Regions from separate parts of the Mus musculus genome. Here regions 1 and 2 are each linked to region 3. Evidence: chromatin contacts called from public HiChIP or PLAC-seq and promoter capture Hi-C data. All regions are on one chromosome and are shown on one strand. The core of a region is the stretch at or near the end of the contact, and the rest is flanking DNA. Distances in the headings are between cores, read along the strand shown.

Region 1 (4,411 bases), core at 1,401-3,900, 240 kb before region 3:
AAACCCAGCTGCTGGCATCGACCATCGGCCCCTCACTGGAGACAGGGAGTTCACTGGGCACTCTGTGGGTCCTGCCAGCTGCACAGGGATTACCTTGCCAGAAAGCCTGGTTTTAATTGTTGTTTTGGAGAGGTCTCAGCAATGCCATTGCTTTAGCGCACTTCTCTGTGACTTGAGAAAAGCCCGTGGCACAGTGTGCCGTGTGGATGCCTGAGCCGGGGTGAGTGGTTTTTGCTTGGTCTTCCTTCTCTCATCTTCTGCCCTCTGTCTCAGACATTTCTCCTGGCTTCCTCTGGGGTCCAGTTGAGGACCTCTAACTTAGACCCCTCATTAGTGCAGTGTTTCTATATATTATTTTATTTGTGTTGAGGTATTGCCTTAAAAAGTTAGTGCCAGAGACAAACTCAAATTGCTTTGCCAAGAGCATTATTTAGCTTGGACATGAAAATGTAGAATTACAAAATTATGGTTCATCCCGTGCATAGCTCAAATCTGCTTCTGCTCTCATGTGTAGTCTCACATCTGAAAGGGCAGTGATTTCCTCCTCCTCCTCCTCTCCCTCCTCGTCCTCCTCCCCCTCCTTCTCACAATGTGAGGAATGTTGTCTTTAGGATAACTTCTTTCTCTATGCCTATAGACATTTAAAGTGTGTTTCCCTAAAGTAGAGATAATAACAATTTAACCACGCCCTCACTTCTGTCTGTGTGACTTGCATACAGTTGCCAGTGAGCAGCTTCCGTACAGACTCTGTGTCTTCCCCTCAGATTCGCACAATGAAGGACAAAGGCCCTAACAGGTTGGCATTTGGCGAGGGAGCTCCTGGAAGTCAACTATCTACTGTTTCTTGTCCCTTTTCTCTTCAACAGTGGAGACTGAGTTGCCCCGGGCACATGACCACGTTTCCCAGCCTGCCTCAGACAAGGTGGATCAGGGGGGAGAAAATGGCGACCAGACTCATGGCCTCCTTTGCAGCAATGGAAATGAAACAGAAGAGATATGTGCAGGTCTAGCTTGTGTCTTAAAAATGAAGAGCAGAAAAAGAAACAAAACCAAAACCAAACAACAACAACCATAACAACAACAACAACAACCATAACCACAACAACAACCACCACCACCACAACAAAGTGAAGCGCGTGACCTCTCCTTCCGGTCTTGGGATAAGGACCACTCCTAGGGGTTGGTGGGATGATAAGGCTGAAGGCCTCTGGGCCTTTGCCCACATGGGGAGACCATACTGAACACCTTGTTTGGATTTATTGAGTTTTTGCTGGATCAGCTGATGGGTGATCCAAAATTATATAATTCAAGAAAGGCAATCCTAAAGAAAAAGTTTAATTGCAAAGGAGAGGCCACAGGACTAAGTATCTAGAGGCTACGGCAGGCTCTCGCGGTGACATCCCGGGGTTAGGCAGAGCTTTGGGGGTGCCTCTTAATTTCCGCTAGGTAACTGGATGTCCTGCTGTTCTCAGGTGAGGCTCACCGTGACCCTGCCTGCCTCCTAAACTGAAACCAAAGGCGGACAGTTCTCCGGAGCCCTGGAGGCTCTCAGATGACATCTGCAGTTGTACGGTCAGAGAAATGGAAAATTTATAGCCCCGAGAATCTGGGATTCATTTAGGAGCATTAATTTAAGTGATCCAACCTCAAAATTGTTTTCAGGCCTCCACTAGGCTCCAATATCCTTCCTCATTATGAAACCCTGTACAGCCAGGCCTGCAGTGCCCTGGTACCGACCAGCCTCATTTCTGTGGTTCAGGAGAGACCTCATCAGCTCTAAGATACGCGGGCTGGGCCAGGCTGATGTTCTGTATGATCTGGGGAGAAATCACTCATAACACTCCTAGTTAGATTTCAGAAAGAATCTTTAAAAGAAAGACCTGCCTTAAACCTATTAGAGAGGGTAGGGTATAAATAGTCTTGATAATTCCTAAATTAAAAACAACCTGGGTGGCAGTGGGTGGGTAGTGGAGCTGAAGCCATGGGCATGTTGGGCGAGGCTGCTGCTGCTGCTGAGCTGGGTGCCCAGCCCTAACAAAGCCTATTTGTTCCTAAGGACTGGACTTAGGAAGAATCTCGGCTGGTGTCTCCTGCATCAAAGAAATGCCGCTGGTCTGTATTCTGACCCAGGCTCACCTCAGGCTCAGCTGTACCTGGTTTCATAATAAGGAAGGACACTGGAGCCTACTGGAGGCCTGAACACAATTTTGAGACGGGATACTTTAAATGAATGTGCCTAAATGGGTGGCATCGCCTGGTCCCTCCTGATTGTACAATGCCTTACCAGCAGGGCAAACGCCATTTTGGGTGCCTAACCAGGCTCTGGCTACTCTACTCACTTCTCTGCTTTCCCATGTTTTCTGCTCACTGCTGTGACTCCCACACTTTCCTCTTCCAATGAACTGAGGAGAGCTGTGGGACAAGAGTGGCCTGTGTGTACTCCTGCCTTGATGGTCAACTCCGCAGCCTTCAAGTGATCGGCCTTCCACGGGTCTCTGACTCACAATGGCTAGCGATAGAGCTGGGCCTCATAGGGCCTTTCTCGGAGACCAGCCCTGGAGTGAATTCAGTCATGAACTCAAATAACCCTGAGACTCCTGGGAGAGGAAAGGTGACCTCATGCTTACTAAGACCCAGGTTGCTCAGCCCTGGAGGACCCCGCTGTGAACGGCAGCGGTTTGGCTCAGTGTCCCCTCTGAGGCTGTGGTCGCTGACCCCTCCCATTTAACTAAGGAAGAGGTTCCCGAGGCTGACAGATGTGGCTGACAGATGTGGCTGGGTAGGAGGCAGAGGAACGCAGCTGTGAGAAGTGATGGCCCTGGGCCCAGAAGCCTTGTCTTCTTGTGGCTGCAGCCATTTCCACCTGGTGCCTTTGTGTTTTCTAGTGCCCCCCTCTTTCAAAGCTCAGCACTTTGTTGTAGTATATGGTCTGGAAGAAGCTTCTGGAACAGTACCAGGCACCTCCCCGTGTTCCGTTAGTAGGCTGACTGGGGAGCTGAGGAAGGAGGCCGTGGCGCTGCAGAGGGACCTGGGGTTTAACGTCACCTCTGTGTGCCTCTGCTCAGCTCACGCCCCACCTCCGTCCTGTCTCTTCCTATCTCACTGTTTATGAGGAGTGCAGCCTTCTCTGTCACGTGCTCGCAGTATTCTACCCAGGCAGTGGGACCAGCCAAACTGAGGCTGAAACTTCTGAAAGGGTGAGCCATAGCGAACTTCCTCTTTTAAGGTAGCTTTCTGAAGTGTTTGTCACGACGATGAAAGCAGACACGGTTGTGGGTGTGGGGGACCCTCAGACATCTTGTCTTGAGATCTGACACCCTGTTCTGGGCCCTACACAGATGGCGTGTTCAGACTACTCCCAAGTTTCACAGTTAAAAATTGAGGAGTCCTTTAGGTTCTCATACTGAGATGTTCTTAAGATGCCGGCACGTTAGCAAGGGGAAGTCCCTAGATATGGCCACTGAGGAGTGAAGGATTATCAGAGTACTTATCTATACTTTTTAAAGCTGTGCCATGGGCTTTGAGGGCCGTCACATCCAGTGTTGGTAAACGTCTGTGGAAAGGGATTTGAGGACGGGACAGGCAAAGAGATGAAGGTATAGAGAGCACGGAGGGCTGGTTGGGTGGTTCTCACATGGTCTGAGCCATCTTCCTGGCCTGGAAAAGTGATGTTTTTAAAGGTGCCAGCAGCCCCAGGCATATGTTTTGGGGAATTGAGACAGCAGCTGTGTGGGATCGGAGCTAGGTGTTGCATGAGTCTGAGCATTGCCCCACAGCTGTCCAGCACATCCCATAGTCCCGCTTGCCTGTGTAGAGCACCTGAGCTGATGGTGGGGCAGTGGGCACTTGGATGCAGAACAAGCCAGGTTTGCGGTTTCAGGGTACAGCTCTCAAGGGAGGGAGAGTCGTATGACTGCTGCTTCTTTATTAGGCACAACCTGAGTCCAGATGGGATTCAGCAATCTCTGTGTGTGCACAGAGGCCGTGGTCAGTCCCAAGTGACTTCCTCAGTTGTTCTCTACCTTGACTTTTGAGACAGGGCTTCTCACTGAACCTGGAGTTTGCTGACTCAGCGGGGTTGGCTCTCCAGGTGGCCTCAGGGATCTGCCTGTTTCCACATCCCCAGAGCTGGGGTTCTGGGTGCACACTGCCATGCCTGGTAAACAAATCAACAAACACCCATGTTCTGGAAATCAGACCAGGGCAAGTACTTTACCTACTATGCCCAAGGGTGATATTTTTTATGGGAATAAAGGGGCAATCTTGAAAGACTGCAGGCATTGAACAGTGTACCTTCTGAGGAGATCCTAGTTTATTTTAGGATATTAGTTGTACTTACTTTTGGCTTGCTACTGCCAGAGATAACCTGACTGTACTGACACAGACCATCTGTGAAAGATGGCTGACACAG
Region 2 (4,208 bases), core at 642-3,141, 200 kb before region 3:
TGAGAGGAGGGGATGCAGGAAGGACTCTGGGTAGAGACACACCTTGATGGGCGAGTACCACTTCCGAGGCGAGGAAGGCCGGCGCATGTTGTTGTTGAGGTTTCGGGGTTCTGGGAACTCATATTCTTGCTCTGGCATCTTGACTCGTGCATTCTTTGCCTTTTCTAACTTCGCCCCTTCTTCTGTGGAGCCCTTTTCTCCCCAGCGGACCTAATATAAGTGAAATTGCACACAGAACAAAGTTACAGGGCTGCACGGGTTGTCCCCCTGAAGACGGGGTCTGAGGCACACAGCACTGGGTCCTCTGTTCCTTCAGGAGCGTGAGCCACAGAAGTAGGGTGAGTGGAAAAAGGGAAAGCGGGGAACAGAAGAGGTGATAGGGAGCCATGGGCTGGGAGGATGAGAGGTTGAACTGACTAGGTGGGATACAGAAGTGGGGTTTTAGTCCAATGAGAAAAGAAACCCAAGAGGTTTGGCAGATGGCCTCATCCAACTGGAGATGGGCAAGATGCAGGCATGCAGTTAAATAGCTGTACCCTTCCGCCTCCCCATCTCTGTATCTCATAAGTCACACCTCCTCTAACCTCAAAAATGGACTGCCAGTGTTTGCTCTGGGTTTCTATCACCAGGTAACTGGCACACAGAAAGTTGTGCGATGGTGGACCTCTTACCTCCATTCTTTTAATGCCTCCCACACCGCGTCCACCATAATAAGAGGCATCTACTGTGGGCCATTTCTTCTTTGGCAAACCATCATCGTCTTCTTCCTGCCGAGAAATTGTGACACATGAAGACAAAGCCCCTGAGGTTGTGTGTGTCCATTCTGGTAGGGTGGACAGGAGCAAGTTGGTAGTCAGAACATACAGTTTCAGACCACACGGTTTAGTCTCCATGCTCATTGCCTTCGGAGCTCACACAGCCTCTCTGAGTGCATTGCCCTGATGCATGGAGTGGGTATTAAACGGTCTGTGGACAGCCCTGGGGAGCAGGTCCTATCCTGTACAGCAGGGTGTTGTTTGAATGTGACACTGAACTCTCAGCCTGAGTTCTAAGTTTCTAATGTAACCATGTTATAAGGTGGTTATAAGTCACAGGAGGTGACTGGGTCTGGGGGCTGTGTCCTCACAAAGTGCATTATTGGCTTTGTTCTAAGTGAGCAGTGGCGATGGAGCTGGGGCTTGGTTGCTCTCCTTTGCTAAACCTTCTTGTCCTTCTGCTTCCGCCCTAGACGAAGCACGAAAAGGCCCCATGAGACGCAGACCCCTGGCCCTTGGGCTTCCCAGAAGTGTAAGAAATTAGTTTTGTTTTCTTTATAAATCTTCCAGCCTTGGGTATCATGTTATAGAAGGTCAGCGCTAGGAAGAGTTTTATGACTGTCTTCATTTGGTAGTTTCGGGAGTACAAACATTGGACACCAACTACTCCAGCGGTTTTGTAGCTGTCAGATTCAGAGCAGTGGAGGCGACATTCTGATTTGATGTCTCGATGCTCCATCTGGTGGGTGGCCCACCCCTTAGCATAAGAATCTAATTCACATCTCCCCTCCGCCACTTTTCCCAAATTTGGAAACACTCTGAATACTTATGTATATGACACACAAAATTCTAATCTCTGTCCTTCCCTGGCCTCCTGTCACACTCCAGGCATCCCTCTCTACTTTTCCTCTCTCATGTGTGTGGGGCCCTGGGAAAGGAAGACAGGCCATCCAGAGATGGGTACTGCCCTTGCCCCCAGTGTAGACTCACAACAGGAAATGCTTAGACATACGCTCAGCTCCACCAAGCCTCATGTTAGTCCCTGACCTGAGCTTCCCCTCCAAACTCAAGCACCAGCCACAAAAGTCAACAGTCAGCCCAAGGTCTGAGCAAAGGGAGAGAGTCAGCGTTTCCCTGCGGTAAGCATGACTCTGTTTATACACCAGAGCCTGTAGGGTTGCACAATCCCAGGGAGAGCTGAGAGAACCTTTGATGTGTTTTTTCACTTGGCCAAAAAGTTGGTGGAGTAAACTCACAGGGCTCAGCACATGCTCTCTGACAGCCAACAGTCTCAGAGAGTGCAGTTCTACATCTAGTTAAAGAAAAGAGACTTCTGGAAGGTATTTCCCCAGTCACCTTCAGAGATGTATCCAGGAGGGGGAACCTCTAGCACGGATGTTTTTTTCTTTTTTGGTAAAGAAACTTTGGTAACCTCCATAGTTCCTGGAGGTAAGGATTAGCTGGGCTAAACTCTTTCACAGGATCAAGTAGCAGGAACCAGGGCCTTGTGGGAAATCAGCAGGGGACAGGCAGAAAAGAGTGGGCTGAGCCACCACAATCTGTCAGAGCACCCACAGGACATGGCAGGGAGTATGGATGGCTGTGTGGGAGAGCCAGCTATATCCACAGCCACTCAGTGCTGCCCTCCAGTCTCCTACTTAGGTCAGACCCTCAAGAGGAAAGCCTTGTGGGGGAGGGGGAGGGGAGGGTAGGCACAGATGCCATCCAGCAAATCCAGAGGACCCAGGAGCATCGAGAGATGTCATCAGTGTGAGGAGGTGCTCAGCTGGGGCTGGAGTCTGGTTTCCCATCAGGGGAAGTCATGCTTAAATCTCAAAGGATGTGGTGGCCCAGGCGTCAGTGGACTGACATTTGGGCAACACCAAGGCAGCACATCCCCCAGGTGGCAGAGGCCCATTGGGGCATGTTTGTCTTCAGGAAGACCGAGCCGAGCTTTCCCAGGAAGCCTGAGATCCCATGCTGCCCTTGCTCTCCCAGCGTTGCCAGCTTTGGCACTACAGTCCCATGTTGCAATGTGCAGGGGTCTCTGTGCCTGGAGAAGCCTCACCACCCATGATTGCTATCCATTATCCCAGACATTTCATAAGTTCCCTACCCTATGTGGAGTCCCAGTTCCCCAGAGAATTTAGCCTCCTTTCTCAAAGCTTCTTACATTCACCTCTATTGATCAAAGCTTTGTGCTGTTCTTGCTTTTCTGATATCCACACACTGGAAGAACCAGATGAATAGATTGTACCAAGGGGAACTTCATTCCCTAGCTCACTGTGAAGACCAGAGGGAGAACATGCTGGAAGCAGAATCCAGCCCATGCCTTCCAACTAACTTTATTATAGAACCCCAAACATCTTGAACCCAGATGATAAACCCTGTGTGACCCCCAAACAAGAGCCACTTGAGTGTCCTTGCCTTCATCCCCTCCAGCCACTGTGGTGGAGCCCCCATGCCCACAGTGTTAGGGAGAAGGCAGCTGTTCATATTTACAGAGGAGTAAGCTTTGTGGGTCTGATGACATGAAGGAAGACCAACGCAGCAGAAGTGCCCGGGCTGGAGGGCTGAGGAAGTAGACGCCACCACAATGTTTCTTCTGGCCTTTGAAATAAGCTACGGGGTCTCTCTCGTCTGTAAATTCATAGGTAGGCCTGAATAGTTTGGCAAGACTTCTGTTCGTAAATACAACCACGAAAGGTTTAAATTTCCCCTTTTCCCGAGTTACGTTTAGCATGGCACAGCATGGTTTCTTCTGTCTCCACCCAGTAATGAAGGTCAACACGTGACTCTCCTGTGTTCTTCAGTGGTCAACAGTATATTTATCTTCTCAGGAGTTCTTTTTTCAAAAAGGTACTGTAATGTCGACTACTGAACTCTAGTCTGTGTCAGAACTTCTGTTTGCATGCACATGCTTGAGAGAACATAATTTGTATGATGTCACTGGGGAGAAGGGCCCTGGTAAGCTATACCACTTTGAACATGTGAGAGATTGTTAGATAGGCTTGGTTTTCCTATCTAACAATCTCTCACTTGTTCACCATTGACAGCCGTGTGCTGTTCAGCGGAGTTTGCCCGTCATCGATGCCTCTGGCAAGCACCCATCCCTCTCTCTGCCTTTGGATAAGAACTACCAGCCCACAGACAGTTCCATTCTCAGGCCTCCTTGCCTGCCTCTTGCCTCCCCACACACATCTAAGGACACAGTTGGTTCTACAGCTCCAAGGTGATGAAGTATGAAAGAAGACAGGCCAGCAGATGTGGAGCTGGAGAGAGCAACGGAGAACACATGGGCACTGGGGCCTGGAACAGGGGCAGAGCTAGGTGGCCACCTTCATGCCAGTGTTAAGAGAGGCTGTCGTGGGCTTTGTCCAGGCTTCCTGGGTCTAGGTGGGGTGACCCCCTCCATTTAGGAACAGGGGGTCCCTAAGATTGGAGGATCCAGTG
Region 3 (4,495 bases), core at 874-3,373:
TTTATTAAAGAGTTCGGCTAAGTCACAGGGTTACTCTTCCTGGTTATGTGTCATCCTAAGGGGCCTCGTTACTGAAGGAGGTGGTGATTCATAGCCGCATTCCTTTAGAAGTCAACATTAGAAGACAAACCAACTTCTATAGCACACCCCAGTCCCTGAGGAAGACAGTGAAAAGGCTTCCATTTGGAGCAGACCTAAGAGCTCTCTTGTCCTTGTAATAAGTGCGTTTCACATCTTACGTTCTTGTAGTCCATGACTCCATCCCATTCACTCTGAACGCTGTTGTCTCGGATGCTGACCACACCTCTGAGGGCATCGACATGGATGGTCTGGGTCCCCACAGAGCCATCCAGAGGATAACTGTCGCTAGTGTTCTAGAAGGAGCAATCAACAATGAGTAAAGCCAGTGGCCCCAAGTGTCTATCTGCTCATCCTGTGCAGGGTTAAGGGGGAATCCATGAGAAACTACAGGAATAATACCCCTGGGTATTATCTTTGAAATGTTTCTGCTAAAAGACATAGGTAGACTGGACCCTCTCCACCATACTCACCGTCAGCGCCAGAGCTGGAACTAGAAAGACAGTCACAAGAATGGAAGGCGCAATCTGAAATGGAACAAAGGTCACTGTGCTTAGTCCTTGGCCTCTGATGAGCTTAGACTCCAGGGCTGCCTTGCTGGGGTCCACAGCTTTCACCTCCCTCCATCCCTGCAGAGTTCCCAGGTGTGTCAGGACACTATAGCTTACTGTGTTCACACAGGGTGTGCCTGCTGCTCAGGAGGCAAGGTTTTGTCAGTCACTCAAGGACACTCCTATGTGGCTTCTACTGTCAATCACTGGGATAGATTTAGCCAACCTGACAGGGTAGGATCAGCCTGGACCACTATAGCTCAGGCCTCCCACTCTTCCTTTTTGTGCTACCTCTCTACTTCCAGGGCTGGGCACATCCTCTACTCCAGCTCTTGATCCAAACCCCAAATCTCACAGTCAGCCCTATTCCGCCTCTGCCCACCCTCCATCCCCCCTGGAAACTGACACCCTCCAGGCTTCCTTTCCTCTGAATTCTCTTACCTTGCCTAAGAAGAAAGCTACTCACTGTTATTTGCATACTATTTTGGGGGAAATTATGTTAGAATGTACCTAGGCCTTAAAATATTTAAGTTGTTCAGTTCCTCTATGTGGTGTGCTCTGCCCATCAAGGGAGTTTTCTGCAGCAGACATTAATAAAAGAATAGGGGGCTGGGTTAAGCTAGCCATAGTTTCTTGTGTACTTGAGGCTGGCCCAGCTCAAGTGCACCCATCATGACAAGTGGGACTGGCAGGGTCCTCCCTTCTCTTAACATCCATGAAAAGTCGGCATCTGGCTTCAGTAACAAACGGGGCCCCTGAAAGTCAAAGGAAGCGGCTATTCTACAGTGTTATCATCACCACAGTGCAGTGCAGCGCAGCTGCCATAGACACAGAGCTGCAGAGGGTGAAGCTGCTTTAGTGAAAGCTGGATGTGGTCGTGCCTGCCTTGAATGCCAGCACCCAGGAGACTTAGATGGAGGATTTGGAAAGTCTGAGACAAGCCACAGCGAGTCAAAGTAGCCTGGACTACAGAATGAGGCCTTGTCTTAAAAAAGCCAGAGGGACAAAAAGCACTCTATCCCAGCTGGCCCCACATGCATCTAAGCTATTCCCCACTGGCAATTTGTAAATACGGAAAACCACTGCAGACAAGACTCCAGCATATGAGTATCTACCTGGCCTCCAAAGAGTCTTGACTTTTAAGAAATTAGTTATTGATTCCATTAGAGGACACCCTTCCTTCAGATTCTCCAAAACAGAAGTGCCAACAGAAGATTGCACACCCAATCATCGTTTGAAAATTCTGCCTGGGTTGATTTGAACAGTTCCTGGGGCAGGGAGGATCCAGACCTCCTTGGCTGGTCTGACTGGGATATATATATGCTCCACATTCAAAGTTAAAGATGTACTCACAAGGCGTCTCATGTTGTCTCTCTCCAGCGAATGCAACGGCATGCATAATACAATTTTCTATGATCCGTTCATTTCCCAAGTCTAGTTTATATAGACTTCAGCCTCTCAGGTCTCACTATGATAAGGGGCTCAGGGACTGGTTATCTACGATCCAGAAACCATTAGGGGGAAAGCTAGTTATGTAATTACGGTTATCATTTCCTTTTACTAGATCCGAGTGTTTTTCTTTCTCTCAATAGCTCGGCAGGTTCCAAGGCAAACACTGGATAAGAATAGGTCTTTGTGGCTCGTGTACTCCTGACCCCAGAGCCACTGTGTAAGGACTTATAAGCTGCTGATACAAAATCAAGGGGATCACACTTGAACTTCTTGATTTCTGAAAAGTATTCTTTTCCTAACAGTGAGAGCGGGTCGAAGAAACCTCATAAAACCCAAGAGACAAACTGATTTACAAGATTATTGATTGGCAAACAGTCTTGTCCCTTCCTCATCCAAACACAGATCACACAGTTTGCTCTGCACCCTCTGCCTCCACCAACTTCATCTCTATTCATTTCTTCAATGCCCTCTCTGTCTGACGTAGCTCAGGTCCCAGTGAACTCTCTGATGCTTGGTCCCACTAATGTGGATTTTCTGGTTTGCCTCTTCATTTCAGGGTAGTTTTTCTACCAAATCAAACCAAACCAAACCAAACAAAACCTTTGACTTGCTGCAGAACTACTGAGACATGAGGAACTCTGACCCTCACACAGTAGCACCAATTCAAGGGCTTTCACACACTTGTTTTTTCAAGCTCTGATTGGTGGCGCCCCAGACGTCTGGATGAAATTCAATTCCCTAGAGTCAGACATTTCTTTCAAGAGGAGGATTACAGAGATGACCCTGGGCATCAACGTGATCAGAGCAAGGAAGGCAGGCAGGCAGCTCAGCCCTGACTGGGCTCGGTGCAATTTGGCTATGGGAAGAGCAAATAGCTAGGCTTTGGAAACTGCCAGGTCACTCAGGGTTGAGATAACACCATAATCCCATCTGCAGTGTTCCTGATACTTTATAAAAAACAACACACGGCCCACATACTCAGCCACCACTGTGTCAGCAAAACAGATTACAGAAGATTACAAGGAAATATAACTACATGTGTTTATATGTGCCTTATAAATAGAACTTATAGGCCAATACCACAGTCATGATTTCAGCTTTGTAGTGCCAGTGGTGTGGGTTGGGAGGAACTGCGCTGTTAACCATTTTGCAAATGAAGACAGATTAATGGTGCCAATCACATTCAACTCCTACCTCTGCACTAGCCAGTACTATGACTGCACAGCTAAAATGTGAGTTCGAATTTCTGGACTTCAAAGGATCAAACTGTATGTATTTCCTTCCAACCACAATGTCCTTTAGAGTTAATTTATATTCAGCTGCAGATCAAAAAGGGCAAAGGTTCTAATTCTATGCCACCACCCAAGGTCTTCTGTGTTTAAGGGTTACTGTGTGAACAACTAATTTCGTTGGAGTCTCTCTTCAAGTGGGGAGCAGAAGCCATTCAATGGGCAGCTAGGTACCCCTCCTCTTATGCTAAGGAGCAGAGAAACCAAACTACAGGCAGCTATGTCCTAGAGGGAGAACCAGCAGGTGATCCCAAATGAGCTTCCATTCTGGAAAGATCTATGAGAGGACACCTAGCTAGGGCTCCAGACAGGAAGGAGACTCCAGTCCGTAAAGAGATGCAGAGAAATGGCCTCAGGGAATCAGAAAGCCTTGCAGAGGCAGCAACCCCTGCCCTTCACCAGTATCCATCACGAGGGGGCTCTAGCAGTCATTCAACTTTCTCCTCGGATGTTCAGTGAGACCAGTCTGGGGTTTCACTCCCTACTAAATGGAGTCTCTGTTGACTGATGAAAAGAAGCTATGATATTTTTAACAATAAAAGACCTCAGGCAACTGGAGTTAAAATAAGAGCATTGGACTGCTACTTTAAATAATGGTGGTTCAGCTGGTGACTAAATAATCTATCCACATTCAGTTTTGCAAAGGCCACTAACCATGTGTCAGGAGGAGTGGCCAAATCTGTTCAACCTTGGCCTCTTACTGAGCAACACGTTCACTGAGATGACGTTTAGAAAGTACCTCCTTTTGAGTTTACATATGATTTTTCAACATGCCTCAAGCTCTTCTGGTCCTCAGTATGACTTGGCTACTGCTGCCCCTTGCCTCTGCCTTCAGACACTTTCTAGTCTATCACATACACTGAGCACATCTGGCCTTCCGTCTTGCCCATGGGCCGCCCTGGCTTTGCTGACTAGGCCCCCTGTTCATGACTGGACACCCTAATTTCATCCTTTTCTGCCTTCTCTGATTTATGTTTGGATACTATACGCCCCCACCCCCAATCTCTAGGCTTGCCTCACTCCCAGGCAAATGTCTTCCTTGTAAGCGTAGCTCCTTGCCTGTAACCCTTGTGTGCATGTTTCCATTGGGTTTCATTTGTTTGTATAGTTGTGTGACCAGGGCAT

The links. Promoter capture Hi-C pulls out the DNA fragments that hold promoters and counts their contacts. HiChIP or PLAC-seq counts read pairs in DNA pulled down with a chosen protein or histone mark.
Region 1: a contact with region 3 is called in an HNF4G HiChIP or PLAC-seq map of pancreatic cancer cells. The contact joins the enhancer-like site here to the promoter of Gkn3 in region 3. A contact is called at or near these places in 9 of 39 promoter capture datasets (the HPC-7 cell line, HPC-7-derived erythroid cells, embryonic stem cells and 6 more), 1 of 15 datasets of contacts at CTCF or cohesin (the NIH/3T3 cell line), 1 of 484 Hi-C or Micro-C datasets (nephron progenitors) and 5 of 115 datasets of contacts at active chromatin or transcription factors (T-cell acute lymphoblastic leukemia, bone marrow-derived macrophages, effector CD8 T cells and 2 more).
Region 2: a promoter capture Hi-C map of embryonic stem cells shows a contact between it and region 3, with 4 times the contacts expected there. The contact joins the enhancer-like site here to the promoter of Gkn3 in region 3. A contact is called at or near these places in 2 of 39 promoter capture datasets (the 3T3-L1 cell line and embryonic stem cells), 1 of 15 datasets of contacts at CTCF or cohesin (the NIH/3T3 cell line), 2 of 484 Hi-C or Micro-C datasets (cerebral cortex and embryonic stem cells) and 1 of 9 other capture datasets (embryonic stem cells).

The regions. Positions count from the first base shown.
Region 1 is chr6:87,149,956-87,154,366 of GRCm38.p6, forward strand. The region is part of intron 17 of Antxr1 (anthrax toxin receptor 1); the gene reads right to left. Among named protein-coding and RNA genes, the nearest start is that of D6Ertd527e, 47 kb to the left of the region's middle. Within about 2 kb of position 2,651, at least 175 of the 459 cell types and tissues checked have an H3K27ac peak or open chromatin away from gene starts, as enhancers often do. A contact at or near this core is called in the HPC-7 cell line, T-cell acute lymphoblastic leukemia, bone marrow-derived macrophages and 5 more, where this site is marked.
Region 2 is chr6:87,188,065-87,192,272 of GRCm38.p6, forward strand. Antxr1 (anthrax toxin receptor 1) reads right to left here. Exons shown (of 18, transcript NM_054041.2): 15 at 672-767; 16 at 43-210. Among named protein-coding and RNA genes, the nearest start is that of Gm38851, 33 kb to the right of the region's middle. Within about 2 kb of position 1,892, at least 93 of the 459 cell types and tissues checked have an H3K27ac peak or open chromatin away from gene starts, as enhancers often do. A contact at or near this core is called in the NIH/3T3 cell line, where this site is marked.
Region 3 is chr6:87,386,812-87,391,306 of GRCm38.p6, forward strand. It overlaps Gkn3 (gastrokine 3), which reads right to left and starts at 2,124. Exons shown (of 6, transcript NM_026860.1): 1 at 1,983-2,124; 2 at 552-605; 3 at 240-374. The coding sequence starts at 2,024.